3 separate regions of the Sus scrofa genome follow, and all the other regions are linked to region 3. A link is a contact called in public Hi-C and HiChIP or PLAC-seq data. All regions are on one chromosome and are shown on one strand. The core of a region is the stretch at or near the end of the contact, and the rest is flanking DNA. Distances in the headings are between cores, read along the strand shown. Region 1 holds the start of OXA1L (mitochondrial inner membrane protein OXA1L). Region 2 overlaps OXA1L (mitochondrial inner membrane protein OXA1L). Region 3 holds the start of LRP10 (LDL receptor related protein 10).

Region 1 (3,326 bases), core at 202-2,701, 110 kb after region 3:
TTCTAGGGCCGCTTCCCACAGCATGTGGAGGTTCCCAGGCTAGGGGTCTAATCGGAGCTGCAGCCACCGGCCTATGCCACAGCCACAGCCACGTGGGATCGGAGCCGCGTCTACGACCTACACCACAGTCCACGGCAACGCCGGATCCTTAACCCACTGATCAAGGCCAGGGATCGAACCGGCAGCCTCATGGTTCCTAGTTGGATTCGTTAACCACTGCGCCACGACGGGAACTCAAGTTATAATTTTTAATACATACACAGAATCACATTTCATACCACTATCAATGGCTTGCCATCATTGTGGAAACACCTGGTACATAATGAAGTCTCTCCTTCAGTACTCTCAATCATTTCCCTACTGATTTGAAAACCTATCCCAAGCTAGATGGAGTGCTCCACGATTCCCCCAGTCAAAACAGGATTAAAAACAAATCAAGAAACCAGCACCACTCCTAACGCTGCTGGGTCGAAACGTCACTTACCTGGGCTTCTGCATAAAATATGGCAGAGGTACTGAGGCCCCGGGGGCCTGGGGCCGCGAGGAGGACATAATGTGGGTGTCCGCAGCGCCGGCCGGCTGGGAACCGGAGCCCGGGTGTCAGCGGCTTCCGTGGCCATTGGCGGAGCCCTGCGACGCTGTGGAACTGAGTGGGTAAAAGAAGGATGTAGTCCTTTTACCGAGATAAGTCAATAGTTACGCTCCGCCCCCACCCTTCCAAGAAAAAGGCAGTCCGCTACCACAGGTGAGGACATTGCTACTCCTTGCGCTCAGACTGCGAGTGTGAAGGCATATAATCAGCGAGTCCTGCATTTCAGCTACCTCAGAGCCACCCAGTGGCCCAGAGTTTCAGGCTGAGGTTTCCTTGGAAGGGATGACGCCTGTTTCTGGGAACAGACCAGGAGACCCGGCTGTTGAGCCCGTAGGGTTGGGGACGTAACCCTACCGCGTCCTCCTGTGACCTGAGGTCAGGAGACGCAAGTCCCAGTGAGGTGTGGGCCTACTCATTCATGCACACAGCACGAGTCACCCCTGGCTCGTCACAGGGATAGGGTGGCATCAGAGCTCAGTCTCGGGGTGTCCTTACTTGACGCTGAGGCTGTAGCAAGCGCAGAAGCTCCCGGCGTCCGCACATCAACCCCATCGCCATCTCGCCGGAGAAAGGGCTTGCGTTTGCGCCTGCGCACTCAGAACCGCAGTCTCGCGAGAGGAGGCCCTTTTGGAAGTGGGCGTTAAGCCACAGCTGCCAGCAGGCTCAGGAGGTAAAGGAAACTGGAGCTTGGCGGCCATATTTGAAGAGGGTAAGAGGACACAGAGCTGCTTTAACAAGATCTCGCAGAGGGTGTTCTCCCGAGATTGAAGTTCAGAGCCTTCTAACAGGCTTTCGTTAATGGCTGCGTGATCCTGGGGGCTTTTCCTTCGTCCTCTAAATTTGCGATTCTTCTGTGATTTGTTAAGTTAAAAAGCGTCCTCGCCACGTCAGGTCTTGGCTGTACTTGGAGTGGGTTTTTCTTGCCCAGTGATGTTCAATTCTTGTTGCTAGATAATATTGCAATCGCAGATAAAGTGAAATTTGAGAGTGGTCTGGAGTTTGACAGAAATTGAGGGAAATATATATCTCCCAGACAAAGCTTAAAAGGAGATGCCATACTTCCCTTTTCCTTTCCCCCAGTAGGGTCTGGTTGAGGAGAATCTTGTGACACTGAGGGCATAAATCTTTACATCTTTTTTTTTCTTGTACTTAACGGCTGCACCTGTGGGCTAGGGGATGAATCAGACCTGCAGCTGCAGACCTGTGGCAACACAGGATCCTCAACCCGTTGAGTGAGGTCATTGATCAAACTTGCATCCTTATGGACTCTATGTCAGGTTCTTAACCTACTAAACCACAAAGGGAACTCCAGAGGGGCAAGTCTTTAAAGATGCTGAAAGGTAACCTGCTGAAGGTGGTTGTATGGAAAGATAGAAGAACGCTGATGATGTCACTGGGCTGCTGCAGCAAGCTTGGAACCACCTAATTCTAGATTTTGTTGTGTACCATAAATAAAGGTCTTTGTTGTCTAGACTCTTAAGTCTCTGTTGCTTGGGTTCTTGAAACTGAAATCATTTCTGGAGATATATGAGGTAAAGTTCCTTTCTTCTAAAGGGGGGAAAAAAGTACTGCTTAGAAAGATAGGAGTTGACTATGTGAGAAACCCTATAAAGCCTCTCAAACAGCAGAGTGCTTTTGGAATAACAAAGTGTAGCTTTAGGAAAGATGTGATAGCCCAAAATGCTTTCAATCATTGCTAGTTTAGGCTGATTATAAATGTACCTGACAGGAATGGTTTAAAAAAAAAAAAGGCAAAGGAATATGATACAGATTTAGTAGTAATTTGGGGGTATTACCTATCAGTCAAGTATGTTGGATACTATCATAAACGATTTTTTTTTTTTTGTCTTTTTGCTATTTCATTGGGCCGCTCCCGCAGCATATGGAGGTTCCCAGGCTAGGGGTCTAATCACGGAGCTGTAGCCGCCAGCCTATGCCAGAGCCACAGCAACGCAGGATCCTAGCCACGTCTGCGACCTACACCACAGCTCACGGCAACGCAGGATCGTTAACCCACTGAGCAAGGCCAGGGACCGAACCCGCAACCTCATGGTTCCTAGTCGGATTCGTTAACCACTGTGCCACGACGGGAACTCCGTAAACGGTATTCTTAAAGTTACTTTGAAAAATCAGGGAGTTCCCAATGTGGCTCTGTGGTAATGAACCCGACTAGCATCCATGCAGATGTGGGTTTGATCCCTGGCCTTGCTCAGTGGGTTAAGGATCGTGTTTCTGTGAGCTATAGTGTAGGTTGCAGACAAGGCTCAGATCTGGTGTGGCTGTGGCCGGCAGCTGTAGTTCTGATTTGACCTCTAGCCCGGGAAATTCATGTGCTGCAGGTGTGGCAAGCAAAAAAATAAATAAAAAATAATTACTGCAGTTAGAGGTGGTGACAGCTACAGTACTTTTGGCCAAACAAAACAAAACAAAAACAAAAAAACAAAAAACCAAACCAACGCCCCCCCAAAACCCCACAAAAAAAATCCTAAAAACAACTTACAAAAAAGTAAAAAACTTACTTTTGTGCCCCAAGTAAATCATGCCTCCAAATTTTGCACCCCTGATAGTTTCTTCCTCTTGAATCTGGGTTGGCCTATGACTTGCTTTAGTCCTTAGAATGTGTTTTAGGACTATGCCTTAAGAAGACAATAGCTTTTGCTTGGGCATTTGGGGGAAGCCACTACTGTAATTTTGACTTGAAGACTTCCATGCTGTGAAAAGCACAGTTTGACCA
Region 2 (3,071 bases), core at 124-2,623, 82 kb after region 3:
TATGCAGAAGCACTTTTATAGATGGCTGGGGCTCCCAAGAATGAAGAATGAAAGCCACTGTCCTTAGAAATCTCTGGAGTAGGAGGTAATCTGGTGGTCTACTGCTTTAGTTTCTTCCTATTTCTTTTCTTACACTTCACATTCCTGATCATTCCAACAACTATTTATTTAGTTTATGTATCTATAGATAAGCAAGTGGGCCTGGATTGAGAAAAGGCCAGGGGGAGATAAGAGCTTTAGGCTTTACTGACATTACGGTGGATGGTGTGGAGTGGAAAGAGACGGGAGTTAAGCTGTGCCACAATGGGAACTCGCCCAGAACACTCTTTTAAATAGTATCTACAAAAAGAAGGAGAAAAGGTAGTACGGGATCAAGGAGAAAGGGGATCAAGATGGTGGAGGAGTAAAACCTGACACCTTCTCACACAAACACATCGAACCCCCCCACAACAGGAGTTCCTGTTGTGGCCCAGCGGTAATGAATCTGACTAGTATCCATGAGGACACAGGTTCAATCCCTGGCCTCACTCAGTGGGTTAAGGGTCCAGCGTTGCTGTCAGTTGTGGTGTATGTCACAGACGTGGCTCAGATCCCTTGTTGCTATGACTGTGGTGTAGGCTGGCAGCTGTAGCTCCAATTCGACTCCTAGCTTGGGAACCTCCATCTGCCACAGGTGTGGCCCTAAGAAGCGAGAAAAAAACAAAAAACAAAAAACAAACAAAAACCCCAAAACAAAAAACCACATAAACACACTCCTCAAAACCCATACACTTGTAGAACGATTTACACAGAACATCTACTGAACTCTGGCAGGAGACCCGAGACCTCCAAAAAGGGCAAGAAACCCTCCAGAGCAAAAAGGGGTGGTGGGGTGGGGGTAGAAAAGAAAAAAAAAAAGAGAAAACAGGAATTAACATGGGACCATCACTCCTGAGAGGGAGCTGTGAAAGGAGAAAGAGCTAGGACAGACAGGGAACCTCAAAGTCTCGGAGAAAAAGCTTAAAGTGCAGCACCGGGACTGAGGAGGGCAAAGCCAAGAGAGATGCACAGACCACTGATACCACTGCTTGGGACACCACAACACAAAGGTGGGGGCTGGATGCTGAGACTTGGGTCAGTTCCAGGGAGAGGACTAGGGTTGGCTCTCCCTGAAAGGGCTGGGAAGTGGAGCATCACAGCAGAGTGAGTACAAGAGGAGTCCTGGGCCTGAAGGAGAAGCAAGGCACCACTGTTGGGAGGAGTGAGAGAAGGAGGGGCAGGACCACCATAAGAACATCTTTCTCTGGGCATCTGTGGGTTCTTGGGCAGTGGGGCACCTCTTGTATGGACAGCCATCTCAGACTCCAGAGGTGGGGGTGGTTCATCACCACTACTGTGTCCCATGAAGAGGTACCACCTGTGGCCCCAGTCACCTGCCAAGGAGGGCACTGCAACCAAGTACCACCCATTGCCCTCACTCCCCTGGGAACACACATGCCCTGCCTCACTGCTGTCAAAGGCTCTGGGAGCTGTCTCTACCTCCTTGAGCATCCCTGCCACTGCCCAGGGCCATGGCAACCAGGAGCAGCCTTTGCCCTCACCTCCCTGCAGGTCCTCACCACTGTCAAAGGCCCAGCAACAAGGCATTGGCTAGAGGCCCTGCCTATTGCCCTCATCTGGAAGCACACACAGGCTGTACACTGGCATACCCCCAATCAAGGGGATAACAGCTTGTACATATCGAAGAAAGTGACAGCAAGCATCCAAACCAAAGAAAGCCCTCATACCAAAATACAAACCAAAAAAACAGTAAGCCCTCACAAACTATCCAAGAGCACTCTATATATAAATAACCCTCTAAGACTATAGTAGATAACTGTTTTCCTTAAACTCAGAATAAGAAAACTATAAGCAAAATGAGCACAGGACCCATTCCCAGCTAAAAGGAGAATTTCCCTGAAGGAAGAAACGATGAAAGAGGCCTCTGCAGTCTAACAGACACGGTGTTCAAAAAGTAGGTAATGAAAATACTGAAGAAGGAGTTCCTGTTGTGGCTCAGTGGTAATGAACCCAACTAGTATCCATGAGGATGTGGGTTTGATCCCTGGCCTGGCTCAGCAGGTTAAGGATCTGGCATTGCTGTGGCTGTGGTGTGGGCAGGAAGCTGTAGCTCCAATTTGACCCCTAGCCTGGGAACCTCCATATGCCGCGGGTGCGGCCCTAAACAGCAAAAAGAAACAAATGAAAATATTGCATGACTTAAGAGCAGGTATGAACAGTAATGCAGATTACTTTAGAAAGGAACTAGAAAATATAAGGAGCCAAGAAAAATGAGAAAATTCATTTTCAGAGACACAAGCTGAGCTAAAGGCACTGAAGAGCAGACTGAATAATGCAGAAGAATGAATAAGTGACTTGGAAGATAGTATAATGGAAATCACCCAATCAGGACAGCAGACAGAAAACCAAATGAAAAAACATAAAAGCAATATAAGAGATCTATAGGATAATATAATTATCTACATATAATTGGGATTCCAGAAGGAGAAGAAAAAGAAAAGGGGATTGAAAATACATTTGAAGAAATTATGGCTGAAAACTTTCCGTACCTGGGAGTTCCCGTCATGGTGTAATGGAAATGAATCCGACTAGGAACTATGAGGTTGTGGGTTGGATCCCTGGCTTCACTCAGTGGGTTAAGTATCTAGCGTTGCCATGAGTTGTGGTATAGGCCGCAGATGTGGCTCAGATCCTGCGTTGCTGTGGTGTAGGCTGACAGCTGCAGCTCTGATTGGACCCCTAGCTTGGGAACCTCCATATGCCGCAAGTGCAGCCGTAAAAAGCAAAAAGAAAGAAAGGAAAACGTCCCACATCTAAAAGAAACAGATTTCAAGATACAGAAAGCACAGAAGGCCCCAAACAGGTTGAACCCAAACAGACATACAACAAGATATATTATAAGGCTATCAGCTGATTTCTCTACAGAAACACTACAGGGCAGAAGAGAGTGACAAGATATATTCAACATGCTGGAAGGGAAAAATGTGCAGCCTAGATAGAAAACTCTACCCAGCAACATTATCAAAAATAAA
Region 3 (3,025 bases), core at 47-2,546:
GATGGTTACAGTCTGCTCCTTGCTGCCCAGGATGAGCCAGGTGCAGTTGGCAGGGGAGATGCGGCTGTCCCGGCCCAGGGGCCTCTGTATGGTGCCCTGCACTTCCAAAAGCACTGCTGGGGGGTCCTCACAGGCTGGAGAGAGGAAGGTAAGGACATCAGTTGCGAGCCTCTTACCATGCCACTCCTCCCCAGGCTTCATGCTTCCAAGGGCCTGGGCTCTTCAAGAAGGAGCACAGAAACTCCCCCTTCCCAGCCACACACACTCTGGAGGCAGAGTCGTCAGTGGGCTCCCCTTCTCACCACACTCATCGTTGTTCCACCTTAGGTATCAACACCACAAACAAAATGAGGTCTGCTTTGTGCCAACCACTGGGCCAGGAGGAACGGGAAATACGATCTCTATCCTCAAGGAGATTACATTTGGGCGAGGCGAATCAAGGATGGATATTGGGGGGGCAAATAGTACATAACTACCAAGTGAGGGCCCACGCTGGGTTTCAGTTTCTGTCTGTAAAACAGAGGATGGCTGATCTCCACTCGAAAACTATGGAAGGTACCAGAGGAAGTCAAGGAAGAGAGTCTTTCTCTAGGGTGCTCTCTCATTACCAAGCCCATGGGACCCCAGAGGCATCCTCTACTCACCATGATTTGGGAAAAGGATCCGGTCTTGGTGGGCCAGAGCGCCTCCTAGAGGAAGAGCGAGAAAGGGCAAGAGTCACACTTCGGAGTTTTCTCCACCTGAGCTTCTCAAGGAGGAAAGGGAACCATCGGCGGCTTCCGGGTAGTTTACGAGAAGGGTGGTGGAACAGGGGGAGGCAGCGGTGTGTGACCTCAAAGGAAGGTCCTCCAGTGCGGCTTGTAGGATGGGTACGGTGATCTAAGGAAGCCAGAGCGAGTATGAGGGCCGAGGGGAGCGGCTGTAGATTTCCCGAGGGTTGGGGCAGGCAGCGACCAAGGCGACGGCAGGGGCCGCGGGGCAGGGGAGGACAGGGTAGGGGTGAGAGGCCCCATAGGGGGAAGGGAGCTAGAGGACCTGGGCGCGGTGACAGCCCTGGGAGCGGGGTCCCGGGCGAGTAGCCTCGTTTCGATTTCTTACCCAGGAGGAGAAGGATGGCCGGCAGCATCGTGAGCCGTCCCGAGGCGCAGGAAGAGTCCCGGAGCTTCGATCGTCTACCCAGTGGGGAGGCGGCGCCACTCCGGGTATCCTGGCTCCTCAGTGCCGCCTCCCCGAGGGGGCTCCATGGCCCAGACTCCTCGACCGAGGCTCCGGATGCCAGGGCTGGGGGCTGGTGGGGGGCGGCGGCGGCCCGGGAACCGGGGCGGTGCCTCTCGCCAACTTTGGAGTTGTTCTCCCCGGCCGCCGCAGCGCTCTCTCCAGAGGCTGACCCCCGAAGCCCAGGGAGTTGGCTCGAAGTCCAGCGCTGGGGCGCGCCCTCGCCTAGAGCCCGCCCGCAGGCCGCGAACGTCCGGGTCCAGGCCTGGCCGCCACCTGCCGAGGCTTGAGGCCACTTCCTCTTCGGGCCAAACTTTGCCGACTGTCAGCGCCCAGAGCCGGCCCGGGCGCTGCCCAACTTCTCCAGCGCCTCCAGCCCCGGAACGCGGGTAGAGGAGCTGGGGAGGAGGGGACTGGCGACTCGGCCCAGCGCTCGAGCCCTCGCCCTGGCTGTACCCCAGCCAGCCCAGGGGTTGGAGGAACCCGGGTGGAGGAGGGGGAGGGTGACGAGCCTGGCCCCACCCCTGCCAATCAACGCTTACCACGCCCACCTTCCCATCTTAACCCCTTTCAGGTCCTACCGCGCCTTGTCCCTCGGGCTCTCAGGGCGCTCAGCCTCCACTTGTAACTCTGCTTTGTTTAGTACTTCCCGTGTAACACATGGGTTACAGGACACATTTGTCAGAAGACAATTGCATATTCCATAATTGTTATGTCTTTCCTTTGGCTCCTTAAGCTCTCAGTACTTTTCTTGTCCCGGTGTCTGACATCCGGTAACACTTTTTGTCGTGAGCCTCTATTACAGCAATTACTACCCGGTGTTATAAATATTTGTTTACTCGTCTTTCCCGCCCCCGCCCCGCCCCTTCTGTGGAAACTGAAACTTCCTGTAGGTTGAGGCCTAGACTGTTTACCTTTGCACCCACAAGGCTTCTCTCCTGCTGAGACACAGTAACTCAATAAACGAATAATTGTACCTTGGCTATTTGCAGGCTATGTGACCTTGAGAAAATCATTTCACCTCTCTGTGCATTAACTCTGTTAAATGGAGTTAATAATGGCACAATACTTCTTAAGGTTGTTGTCATCATTTAGGGAGATGATGTAAGTTGAGCATCTAGGAAGTGCTTCATACCTGCTTACAATGATTATTATTAGTTACAGGAGTTATTTCTGATTTAGGTGGGCTTGGGGTTACCGATTCCCTGTGGCACTTATAGGTAATAATAGTAAACAACAATAATAGCAAATACTTTTTGAGCTTTTTTTCACATTTCAGGCATAAATCTAAGCACTTTTCAAATATTTGCTCTTTTACTTCTCTCCACCATCTTGTGAGGTAGTTATTATTGTTACTCACATGTTACAGATAGGGAAACTTAGGCACAGAGAAGTTTAGTATTGCCCAAGATCATGGATCTAGTAAATGTTGAAACAGAGAGAGCTAGAGAACCTGGGTGATCTGACTCTGGACAGAGTTCATTCAGAGCCTTACCACTCTCTCCTCTCTACAAACAGTTTTCTGTTCATGACATTTGTTGTTGCCATCAGTTTTGATGTGTTCAAAACTGGGATCTCAGCAGGGCCATAGACTTGGCCATAAAAAGGCTCTTCTTTCACTTGGCCCTCAGTCCCATGCCAAGGAAACTTGGTTCCTGGGTCTCTATGCTTCCTACTGCAGCCCTTGAGATTGACGAGAGGAGAAACAGAACCCTAAATATGGGAGGAGAATGTTGAATAAAGGAAGTAGGACAAAGAGGTTGGGGAAATTAAAAATATTTACGTCCCGAAAGCAATCATGGAGTTTTTA

Evidence for each region. A called contact is a pair of places that touch in the nucleus more often than the background predicts. HiChIP or PLAC-seq counts read pairs in DNA pulled down with a chosen protein or histone mark.
Region 1: an H3K27ac HiChIP or PLAC-seq map of alveolar macrophages shows a contact between it and region 3. The contact joins the promoter of OXA1L here to the promoter of LRP10 in region 3. A contact is called at or near these places in 3 of 47 Hi-C or Micro-C datasets (heart right ventricle, mesenteric adipose tissue and retroperitoneal adipose tissue) and 1 of 2 datasets of contacts at active chromatin or transcription factors (alveolar macrophages).
Region 2: a Hi-C map of omental adipose tissue shows a contact between it and region 3, with 2.9 times the contacts expected there. The contact joins the enhancer-like site here to the promoter of LRP10 in region 3. A contact is called at or near these places in 3 of 5 promoter capture datasets (fetal liver, fetal skeletal muscle and liver), 21 of 47 Hi-C or Micro-C datasets (alveolar macrophages, blood, embryonic fibroblasts and 11 more) and 2 of 2 datasets of contacts at active chromatin or transcription factors (alveolar macrophages and skeletal muscle).

Annotation. Positions count from the first base shown.
Region 1 is chr7:76,265,249-76,268,574 of Sscrofa11.1, forward strand. It overlaps OXA1L (mitochondrial inner membrane protein OXA1L), which reads right to left and starts at 1,452. Exons shown (of 11, transcript XM_013978229.2): 1 at 1,251-1,452; 2 at 1,088-1,248; 3 at 485-646. The coding sequence starts at 1,452.
Region 2 is chr7:76,238,783-76,241,853 of Sscrofa11.1, forward strand. The region is part of intron 4 of OXA1L (mitochondrial inner membrane protein OXA1L); the gene reads right to left. Among named protein-coding and RNA genes, the nearest start is that of OXA1L, 26 kb to the right of the region's middle. Within about 2 kb of position 1,374, at least 3 of the 83 cell types and tissues checked have an H3K27ac peak or open chromatin away from gene starts, as enhancers often do. A contact at or near this core is called in omental adipose tissue, where this site is marked.
Region 3 is chr7:76,157,209-76,160,233 of Sscrofa11.1, forward strand. LRP10 (LDL receptor related protein 10) reads right to left here and starts at 1,297. Exons shown (of 7, transcript NM_001143715.1): 1 at 1,099-1,297; 2 at 645-689; 3 at 1-134. The coding sequence starts at 1,126.